Linked DNA regions of Hordeum vulgare: region 2 is linked to region 1. Evidence: chromatin contacts called from public Hi-C data. All regions are on one chromosome and are shown on one strand. Each heading gives the region's core, a stretch centred on a gene start, on an enhancer-like site or on the middle of the called end of the contact. The rest is flanking DNA. Distances are from core to core; before and after follow the strand shown.

Region 1 (5,328 bases), core at 1,020-3,519:
TATATTTTTGCTTAGTTCGAGGAGAGAGAAGGTAAGCGGGCACTTAGTTAAGAGCCAGCTCTAGCACGTGCTCCTAGGTATTTTGTGAGAATGAAAGGTGTGTCATATAATAAATAAGTAGTACACTCTTCTAATCAACTATTATACATGTTAGCTATAAGATGGGTTATAGGTGACATGACATGAGCTTACAGCCGACACCTAGCTCTACTGGTGTCCCTGCTCTAAGTCGTGGCCCGCATGCCAAGGAGAGTGGATTTTTTCACTATTTTAACCTTTTTTCTAAACATGAACACAAAATGAACCAGATTTGAAAGCATTTCACGATCTGACCCTTTTAGAAACGCCACAAGCAGTGGCGTTGCTGCCCCACTATGCAACCCCTGTCTACCATGGCGTTGCTGCCCTACAGTGACACGCCTGTCTACCGTGGCGTTTTTTCTTTTTTGCAACGCCAGTCTAAAGTGGCGTTGCAGACCTACTGTGAAACACCAACAGTGCTGGCGTTGCTGCCCAACAGTGACACGCCAGTCTATCGTGGCGTTTTTTCTTTCTTGCAACGCCAGTCTAATGTGGCGTTGCAGGCCCATTGTGAAACGCCAACAGTGCTGGCGTTGCAGACCCACTATGGAACGCAGCGACGACATCCAGCCAGCCCACGGCATGCTGCCAGCAACATGTGTACTGCTGAAACGCCATGGACCATGGCGTTTCACGCGTGGCCTGCAACGCCACATTAGACTCGCATTTGAGTGGGTCTGCAACGCCACATTAGACTGTCGTTTGAGTGTGTCTGCAACGCCACATTAGACTGGCGTTTCTATGTGCGTCTGCAACACCACGGGCTCTGGCGTTTCAAAAAAGGTCAGATCGTGAAATGGTTTCAATCAGAATTCATTTCGTGCAATACTTTCATCTCATGGGTCAAAATCGTGAAAAAATCCAAGGAGAGTCAACCAGATAAAAAACTTTACTTTTACCCCAGAATCACGGGCACTACTCCATGAATATCTAGCTGAGTTGTAACTCCAAGCATTCCGCATGTCGCCAACCAACAACCACTATATATGCATGTGTGCTTTCCATCTTCCTCCTAAATTAAAGGAACGAAACCGAACAAACAGGGGCACAGATGAAAAGATTGGCTGTGAAGACGCAACATATTGAGAAAAATGGAACTCTTTTTTATACGCGGACTATTGAGGATTGGAGGGAGTATGCTGCAATCGTCCAACACATATATTGTCAATGCAGAAAATAACTTATGACTAGCATGCATGAATTGTTGATGTGGCGGCATTGCATGCATATAGTAGTGTAAAAAATACGTACTCCTTATGTTCTTAAATGTTAGATCTTTTAGAGTTTTTTTACTATATACTATATATGAATGTATATAGAAATATTTTAAAATATAGATTTACTCACTTGACATCGTATATAGTCTATAATAAGATTTCTAAAAAAACTTATATTTAAGAACTGAGAAAGTATAATTTATACTCCCTTCGTTTCATAATATAAGTCTTTTTAGAGATTTCACTAGATGACTACATACGGATGTATATAGACATACTTTAGAATGTAGATTCATTCATTTTGCTCCGTATGTAGTCCTTTAGTAAAATCGCTTAAAAGACTTATATTTAGGAACGGAGGGAGTAACTTGCATGCATGACTTATTTATGTGGCAAAATTGAATATCTAGGGAAAATAGTCAGGTGGATTATAACTATTTGGGAATACTCCCTCCGTCTCAGTTTATAAGTCCGGCACATATATCTAGGTCGTTAATTTGAGCAACTTAATGAGAAGCATATATAACAAAAAATATATCATTAAAAAATTTAGATGTTCTATTTTCTAATGATGTAACTTTTATGTTAAATAATATATTTTATATAAGTCAAATTGATGATTTAGATAGACGTGCATGCCTTCTAAACTCTGACGGAGGGAGTATAAGACTTTTTGAGAGCATCACTATCAACAACTAGAAAACCAAGATCCATCATTTTCATTTTATTCCCAAAAGAAAAGGATCTCTCAAAAGGAAAAGGAAAGGGGAAAAAGAAATAAAAAAGAGAAAAAAAGAAGAAGATAAAAGGGAGGAAGGGAAACGAAGAAAACAGAAACTGCCGGACGGAGCAAGCGATGTGTGTCGGCCGCTGGCTCGTCCGGTTAGCGTGCTGACACGTGGGACGGGAGCAGATAGGGTGGCACCCACGAATGATTTGGCTATCCCGATGTGGGGGCGCACGCGATTCCTTTGAAGGGATGGATGATGATGATGATATTATCGATTACGATTTGGTGCATGCAAGCTTGCACGTACGGCTGGATCATCTGCGCTTCACAACTCTGCATCAACTTCTTCGTCGTTTGTTCAGCGGTAACACACAATAGCACACACACAATAGCACACACAATAGCACTAAGTATTTAAAGGGGGTAGAGTACGAAAATGAGGCTAGAAAGAAATCACGTCCCTGGAGCATTCTTGAAGAGGAACAATTCAATCAGGACACAGCTAATATAAACAACCACTCTAAGCCCATCTAGAACCGGGTCACTTATATCCGGCTTAGACCCCATCGTAATCACAGCCAAATTGTATGACGTTTGAGGGGTCATAATTACCGACTGTGATTGTAGATGCTCTAATATTTGAAGAATTAAAGGGGACACACATGGACACAAAAGCATTTGCGATGGATGGATGCATGGAGTAGCCCTGATTGCGCTAGGCCCCAACCACAGCCAAGACTCCATCGTAATCATGATCATCTCACCGGAACAAGGACGCTAAGCCCCATTTCAGAACCAGACGACCGTGCCATCTTTGTCACGACAGAGAAGAAATGAGACCCACTGCCACTGGACGAAAATAAGAATACCACAAAACAAGTCGACGGAGTGGCCGTGGCATGATTGCGCTTGACTAACAAACATAACGGCCCGCCTCCAACAACCGATGTTGGCCGGCTGCCTGCTCGCTGCAGCAAACTTTCTCGTCTTGCCCTCCAACTCCAAATCACCACATAGTCCCTATCCAAAATCCGGACACGACCACCTTTCTCCATTTCTCCTCCTCTCTCCACAATAATACTACTAGTTTCTGATGACGCTCTAGAACCATAGATAGATAGCCTGGGCACCATAGAAAGCCTCCCTGCTTGCTGCTGCTTGGTGCTGGCTGTCGACCAGTCGCGAGTTTCCTCTTTGCTAACGGCGCTGTGCCTGTGTGTGTGATCCAGCGGTGCTTGCACGCGTCATGGTGCACCGACTTTTCTTCCTCCATATATGGACTAATGATTATTCCCTGTCGGCCCAACTTGGCAAACGGGTCACTGTGCGTGTGCAGTGCGTCTGATCCACTCTCCGGCGTCTAACGCGCCCTCATTGGCCGCGCAGCTGCCTTGCCCGTGCGTGCATGGCCATGATTTTCAGGGTGCTGCCGTGTATGATTGTGTCCAATTGTCACACGCACTATTGGCCGACTTTTGGGGGGGAGGAGAGACGTAGTTGGAGGGTTCTGGCCTCAAAAAAAGAGTAGGTCCATCGTCCTACTCACTCGCACGCACATCCACTTATTTAGGAACAGTTAATTGGCTGGTTTTATCACTTTTACGTACTGTGTGGTCGTTTTCTTTACCTTTCACACGAGCGATTTCATTTCGGACCGCTTGCGATTTAGTCATGAATGTCCACTGCTCGTCGCTTCCATAAAGTTTTCTGCACAGTCAGCTACAAGAAAAAGGTGAAAATGTTGGCACAACGTATTGCTCCAGTGTCATCACATGTTCCTCCAGAAAAAAAAATTGTATTGCCACATCTGCATAACAGGGACATGACACGCCTATTAGCCAATTCAGACGATCTTATCTACTCCCGCCGTTCCTAAATATAAGTCTTAAGCGATTTCACTAAGGGTCTACATACGAAGCAAAAATGATTGAATCTACATTCTAAAATATGTCTATGTACATCCGTATGTAGTCTATTAGTGAAATCTTTACAAAGACTTATATTTAGAAACGGAGGGAGTAATTGATATCTATGATTTGTACGTTGGCTCTTATTTCTTTCCCAAGGGGATGCATGCATGGCACGTTATGAGTGGAAGTGGACTGGCGGCATTTGCTTTTGCTCTCATCCTCATCACTTACCTCACTCAGTTGACATTCGTTGGTGCGGGGAGAACATGGAATTGCTTCCGACTCACTTCATAGATTTTCCATTGATTTTTGCAAGAAAGTTGTAACTTTTGCACGTCCCCTTTACCTCACACTCGTCAGAAAGTTCGAGAATAGAAACGTAAAATCAATTCCAGTCCTTTCGTGAGTTCCATCTTGGCTAATATCACTAGCTGAGCCAAATCGCCGGAAGACATTATACAATTTTTGAGCTTTTGTAAAGCACGGCAAGAACATTCAATGCTCTTAGATGATAAACAAAAACAACAACGATAACACAAGACCTATGACGATTTGTGATAAAACAGTTGCTGGCTCTACAATTATCCTTGCAACGATAACACAAGACAAAATTTTAGTTGCTCGCTCTGCATAACACTAAGCTCTACAATTATCCTTGCAATGATAACACAAGACATAATTTTAGTTGCTCGCTCTACATAACGCTAATTAGCTAAGAGCATGGATAATAGTAGATCCAATAGCTGGTTATATAAAACGGCCAAGTCATGAAGAGTTAGCCTTATTAATTACTCATATAACATAGTTGTCTATAAGGTTGGCTATAAAGACATCCTTATAGATTACTCATATAACAGTTAGGTCACCTTTTGGTTCGTAGGATAGTAATATCATGGCAATTGAAAAATCATACAAAGCGAGATGACATGTATGTCCATTTCTATTGGGAAAGAGATGTCATTTAAATTATATGATAGGAACATTTTCATTAGGTCTAGACTAATGTTTGTTTTCTTTGAAATGTGAAGGATTCGTCGGAAAGTACCCTTTTGAGCTCGAGCTCAAATGCACCTGCATGACCAGTAAAATCAAAAATGTTTCAAACAATTTTTTTTTGTGATGAACTTTGACAAATATTATAAGTTTTTGTAAATTTTCATCACGAGAGCACATTCGTGTAAGGCATGGCAAAAACAACAAAATTAGCTTTCAAAATGCTTTCAGAAGTAGCATTTTTAGCGCATCGATTTTGTTTTTGTTGTCACGCCTTACTAGAATGTGATCTCATGATGAAAATTTGCAAGAACTTTTAACTTTTGTCAAAAGTTCTTCACAAAAAAAGTCGATTTTTTTTGAATTTTTTTTCGATTTTACTGTTCATGCGGGTGCA
Region 2 (6,138 bases), core at 2,382-4,881, 240 kb before region 1:
CGTGTTAACTGTGGTAGTCTCAGCATAACAACCACTACGCCAAGACGACTAAGTGATACAGAATCCGGAAAAAAAACTATTCAATGCATCGGCCTATTCATGAAAAATCCAATGATTTTTAATAAAATTTCATAAAATTTAAAAAAATTATCACAAAAACTGAAAAGTGTTCATAAAAATTTGAAAAGAAGTTCATCAATTTTAAAAAAACTTCACAAAATTGAATTTTATTCCTCAGTTTTATGAAATAGTTCATCCAATTTGAAATAAGTTCGTTGAATTTGAAAAAAGTTCATAGATTTTGAAAAAAATGCATCAAATTTGAGAAAATGTCATCATAATTAGAAATTTTTTGTCAGATCCAAAAAAATTTCAGCTTATCCGAAAAAATTCATCGATTTTGACGAAAGTTCGGCGGATTTGGAAAATTGATTCATCTGATCCGAAAAAATTCAGGGGATTTCGAAAATAGTGTCATCAACTTGAACACAGTTCATCAAAAACATTTTAATGGTTTCTTCCAATGTTCTACTTTCTCATTTTTTTTGTCTCCTTATTTCAAGTTTCTATTTTATCTTTTCTAATGTGTATTTTTTCACCTTATAGGTTTTTTGTATTTACTTTTTTACTTTTTTATATCATTTCGTTTTTAGTTATGTAATACTACTTTTTATGTATCCTTTTCATATTGCCTAATCCTCTTTTCCTTTTGCCTTTTTAATTTATTTTTTTTGTATATTTTTAAAAATAAATCTAAAATTGTTTGACCCAAAAGCAAAGATATTTAGGATTATTTACGTTTAATACATGAACAATTTTAGATACGTTTGCCATTTCGAAATACCTGTTAATATTTTTTTAAAGATGTTGAATATTGTTTAGTCTAAAATATATTGTTATAATATCTTAAACATTTTTTAGTATTCTTGAACATTTTTGATACATGTTGAACTATTGGGCCGTCCGATACAACCAAGCGAGTAAATGCTGTAGCACCAGGCAGCGCCTAAAGCACCGCGTGTGTGTCATGCGGAAAATCCTATTTAGCGCCACAGGCGTCAGTTAAAGGAAACATTTGCTAACCGGCGCCTGCAGCACTCCGCATGGGCCATCCCATTTAGAGATCAGATCTGTGTTTTAGCCCATGAACTTTTTTCTAAATCAATGAACTTTTTTAAAAATCTGTGAATTTTCTTGAAAATATATGATTTTATTAAAATGGCTGAACTTTTTAAAAAAATCTGAGAACATAATTTCAAATTTGTGAACTTTTTTCAAGATCAATGAACGTGTTTGCGTTCGGAAGGCGAGAAAAATGCTCATGGTGCCATGCTCACGTGGTCCGTGTAATTCCAGAAAAATGCTCTTGCTGCCATGCTCACGTCTTTGCGTTCGTGTCACGTGTTGTACCTCTTGTCAAGAAAATGATACACAAGCTTTTCCTATTCACCGAAAGAAAACCCGAAGGAGACCAACATAAATAATTAAAACCAGATTAGAAAACCGAGCGGGAAAAAACTTGCACAATATTAGGCCTGGTCAAATCCTTCGGCTTATGGCAAGCCTAATACAAATCAGTATGAACAACATATAGCTCTGGGGGGAGCTCTCGTGTGCATTAGACAACTCGATCGGGCTCCGTCGTGAATCTTGCAACTAGCTCGAGACACAAAGGATTCAAGGATAATCTTTTTTGATGCAAACCGCTTGGATTCGGAAGGCGAGAAGTTGCTTGAGGCGAGGAGGAACAAGATCAGCATGCATAGGGAGTACGAGTGGGCGAGAGCGACGGTCGTAGCAGCCGACGTGGTCCGGATGACACCCAACGAATGATTTATCATGTTGACGAGACACGAGCGTTGAATTTCATTTTGGCATCTGGCATGTTTTTTTCTTTTCTTTCCTGCATTATTGAATTGGTGATGCGTTTTTTTTGTTATGTGATCGATATGTATGAATTTTCAAGTGTTGATACGAGAAGTTCGGCTCTCCGGTAGGACTTTTGAGGTGCCATCCGACAATGTTCTAAAAGTTTAGGGAACCGGGTTTGCCAAGTCCAAATGTTGGTGACCGGATTTGTCATACACAGACACACGCTTAACACGGCACACGACATCAATGCGATGAACCGTGCCCGAACGGAGAAAATGAGCAACCTTCTTCTTACCGCGGGTGTATCAAAGGGCCGTCCGTCGCCAACAGCTGCCGCCGTCTCCATGTACTCTGGATGTACGTACGTGCGCACCCACAATTTTGTTGACTTATATATGTAAATATATTTTCTCGGTCTTAAAATAAGTGTCTTAAGCTCAATACAATTTTATACCAAATCTAGTATAAAGTTGATGTACTATTTATTTTTGGACGGAGGGAGTAATAAGTTAGCTATAATATCGCTCCCGGTGGGAATTTGCGATCCATATGGCTGGCTGTCGGTAGCAGGATGGATCAGCCGTCGCTTATCCCACGTGCATGGCCGCGGGATAGCCAACAGACGGGATCGTATGCGTTAGTGATCTGCCCGTGACAGGACGGACCCGTCGCTACGTCGGACTCACAACCATAGCGCGCGCGGCTGACCCACCAGACGCCACGGACGTACTGCAGACGTTGGTACCCGTTGATGCCACACACCGCAGCCAGCACCGGATCCGTCCGTCCCCGTTGCACCGTGCGCTGTCGTCCCTCTGATGCATCCTGCATTTCGGAAACACCTGTTCCATCCTTTCAAAAGCAAGCCGTCGGCAGGTCGACCCGATCGTCAGCCAGATTCGGCCGATCGAGCTCCGGCCGGGCTCCGCATATATCCCCCATATCTCGCCCGATGTGATGCGCCGGCAAAAAGCAGCCGAGGGGGGCAACGCGATGATCCGCGGCCAGATCTCCCTCCCTCCCTCCGCTGCAAACCGCCCGTTTGCGCCCTCAAATCAGCGGCGATGACCCGACGCCGACGGTGCAGTGCAGTACGTGACGGGCCAGTTCAGCTCGCTCCACTCGGAGGCGATCTTTCGCCCCTACCGGCCGGTACAGTGCGGTACGTTCATGTCAAGCTCGACGGGATCGGCACGTACGCACGTACGTGTACGTACCTGGAAGCGGGATTTGATTGCACTAGGCGCGAATCAATCGACCGCCGCATGCATGCCTTGTTATGTACGTACAGGATAGGCACGAATAGTCAGCAGGGGACGGGGATGGGGACGGGCCCATACGATACGATACGGGCCATATCCTTTGCCCGGCGCCGGGGGCCATGCCTCGTCACTGTTGACACGGATTCCACGCCAAAGCTTAGCTTGCCATGCAAACGCTAATAATTCGGTGTGGAGTGGACAGTTGCAGGGGGCGGAGCATGGCCGTGCAGCGGCAGCAGACGGTTTTTCTTCTTCTTTTTACGAGAAGGGGAATAAAGAAAGAAAGAAAGCGTCGACCTGCAGCGTAGTTGCCCTGCTCTGCTCCACAGTTGGCTAATTGAGGGAGGTGGTGAGAGCGAGACGCATGACCCGCTGCGGCCAATGATTGTCTGCAGGGAGTCTTGCTTTTGCTTGTTACACGGGCGCCCGGCCCGGCCGGCGCGTCATGTGGGCTGCACCACCATATCCACAACCAAATCCACCCCGAATGATGATGGGAGACAGCCTAGTACTGCCGCCATCGCCCCGGATGCAACATGGATGGTCCCTCCATCTCGCTCTCGCTCTCGCTCCGCCAACGCGCCGCAGGCGTACCTGCTCTCGCCGGTTGCATCCACCCCTTACCATCCACCCCTTATTATCTGCTAGCTAGCTAGTACCACCGCTCCGTAAGATATCATCCAAGAACAGATCTCTCCTCAGTACGCGTCGCGCCGTGTCAGTCTGACGCGATGAGGACCGAGATTTGAGGATCCCGTTTCATGAATGAGTTGCGTCCAGATCCACAGCAGCCGCACGGCTACATGCATGCATGCAGGGAGGGAGCACTGGCCAAGGAAGCAGACGCTGCCGCTGCAGGGATGCCAGCCAGCCTACCGGACACGACGAACATTCTTTCAATAATTGCGTCTGGCAGCCACGCTGTGGCGCCAGCTCCGATCCGGAGAGCCAGAGATCAAGGCATGGACACGCAGACTGACTGATGATCAGGGAAAAGCCAAGGTCGAGAGGTTCGAAACGACGGTTGTTTTTGAATGCCGAAGCCGGCCGGCAGGGATCTCGGCGCCATGCGGAGCGCGGCGACGCGTCACGGCTAGTGGGGCGCCACATTGAACTCCCCTCTCGGCTCGGGATGCAGATGGGAGCGCGCGCGGTGGCATGCGCTGCGTGTGACCGGCGTTAACTCGTCGGACTAGATTACTGCACCCCGTTCCGTCCCGTTCGGTCACGGGAAACCGGCCGGCTTCCCGTCCGGACGCGCCGTGCATTTGCTAGCGAGCTGCTCCGTCCAAGGGTAGGACGCGCGTGAGCCGTGAGGGGCGGGAGATGCCGCGTGTACCGTCTGCATATTTTAGGACGGATCGATGGGCTATCTAGCCTGGATACTCATGATACTGCCACTAAGTATATTTTAACCCCATGCCTCCCTCGATCGTGTTTTGACTGGCAAGCGATGACATATTCTATTTCTACTCCATATAGAAACCCAAGGGCAAATGACATTTTAGGGGCTGGAAGCATCGAGTGACACTGGATACGTGCCCGTATCATTGGCACTGCATACAAGTTTTGACGTCTCTCACGATGTAACGGCGCACATATATTTTTACTAAAGTCGTGAATTCTGATCGTTTTCTTCTGATTTGCCACCCGCCATCCCATCAAATTAATCGCGTGCAAAAGAAAGCTCCCATCAGAATACTAGTTCCGAAACGTCATTCGGGTCGAAAGTTCTGGAGCAGTCCAAACTAGAACGTCAGCTGTAGTTTCTCCACTTGTTTTATTTTGCACGGTGAAACGCGGTTTGGAATAACTCCTCATCCCCACCGGCACCGGCCACCAGGCTGTTACTATCAGAGATCGGTTCCGGGCTGGGTCCATCACCCATCATTGAATCGGACACGTACATGACATGGATGACCTCGGACGGTTGCTGTAGCCCGATACCAGACGGCCCACTGGTAGTCGCACAACGTAACTGCCAGAGCAGCCACACAAAAGCACCCGAAAATTGACAATCCAATCCGCACGGAGATATAACTCTTGCCGCGAGTCCGGTTCAAGGTTGCGAGCGGAGCGAGCGTCGTAATCGATCATGCACAGATACAGAAAGTAAGTTGATACAGAAAAGTAGGGGGGAGTCTTTCTTTATTAATCATTGATCAGGGTATTGCACAATGGGGTGCTCTTCTCTTTATATAGCCTAGAGGTAAGGGGGATAAATGTCCACTTAACGTTAAGTGGGAAACGTTCGGTCAAAGGGAGGACGCTGGCCGAGTCAGGCCGCGCCGCTCCTATCGACCCGGTAGTTTTTCAACACTCCCCCTTGGACAGTTATCCGTCTGTGATTTGCAATCATGCAGGTTCGACGGGTACCCAGCGTCGGCGTAACCTATAAGAGATAGGTCTTGATTCATTTTACAAAATAGGCCAAGATCTTTGGTCCCTTGTGGGTAATGGAAGATGTACTTGATACCTTTCCAATGTCTCTTGGTAGGTTTAGAACTGTACCTAGCGAGCAAACTGACGGCAAAAGTAATGTCTCGTCGTGTACAGTTTGTAAGGTACATGAGTGCTCCAACTGCACTAACGTAAGGACCTCTGGTCTGAGAGTTTTCTCCCCCTATTCCTTAGGCCTAGACGGGTCCTTGTCTGGCTGTAAAGATCTCCCGGCCATCGGGGTCTTAGAAGGATATGCCTTATCAAATTCAAATCTTTCCAACACCTTCTAGGCGTAGGCCGACTGGTGCACTAGAATCCCGTCAGGGGAATGTTCAAGTTGCAGACATCAGGTAGACAGAACTTGGTTTTACCCAAATCCTTCATGTCAAATTCCGACATCAGGTAGGGAGTTGCTTCCTCAATATCCTTAGGTGTACCGATTATGTTTAAATCATCCACGTACGTTGAGATTATACATAATCCATCTTGGGATCGTCGTACAAAAATACATGGGCAATCTTTATTGCTCGTGCAGACCTTCTGATGAACGATATCTCTTAGG

What was found. Hi-C and Micro-C count contacts between places; a contact is called where the count stands out from the background.
Region 2: a Hi-C map of seedling shows a contact between it and region 1, with 4 times the contacts expected there. The contact joins two enhancer-like sites. A contact is called at or near these places in 3 of 6 Hi-C or Micro-C datasets (leaf and seedling).

What each region holds. Positions count from the first base shown.
Region 1 is chr4H:520,328,597-520,333,924 of MorexV3_pseudomolecules_assembly, reverse strand. No RefSeq gene overlaps it. Among protein-coding and RNA genes, the nearest start is that of LOC123449242, 160 kb to the right of the region's middle. Within about 2 kb of position 2,269, at least 3 of the 3 cell types and tissues checked have open chromatin away from gene starts, as enhancers often do. A contact at or near this core is called in leaf and seedling, where this site is marked.
Region 2 is chr4H:520,564,509-520,570,646 of MorexV3_pseudomolecules_assembly, reverse strand. No RefSeq gene overlaps it. Among protein-coding and RNA genes, the nearest start is that of LOC123449243, 58 kb to the right of the region's middle. Within about 2 kb of position 3,631, at least 3 of the 3 cell types and tissues checked have open chromatin away from gene starts, as enhancers often do. A contact at or near this core is called in leaf and seedling, where this site is marked.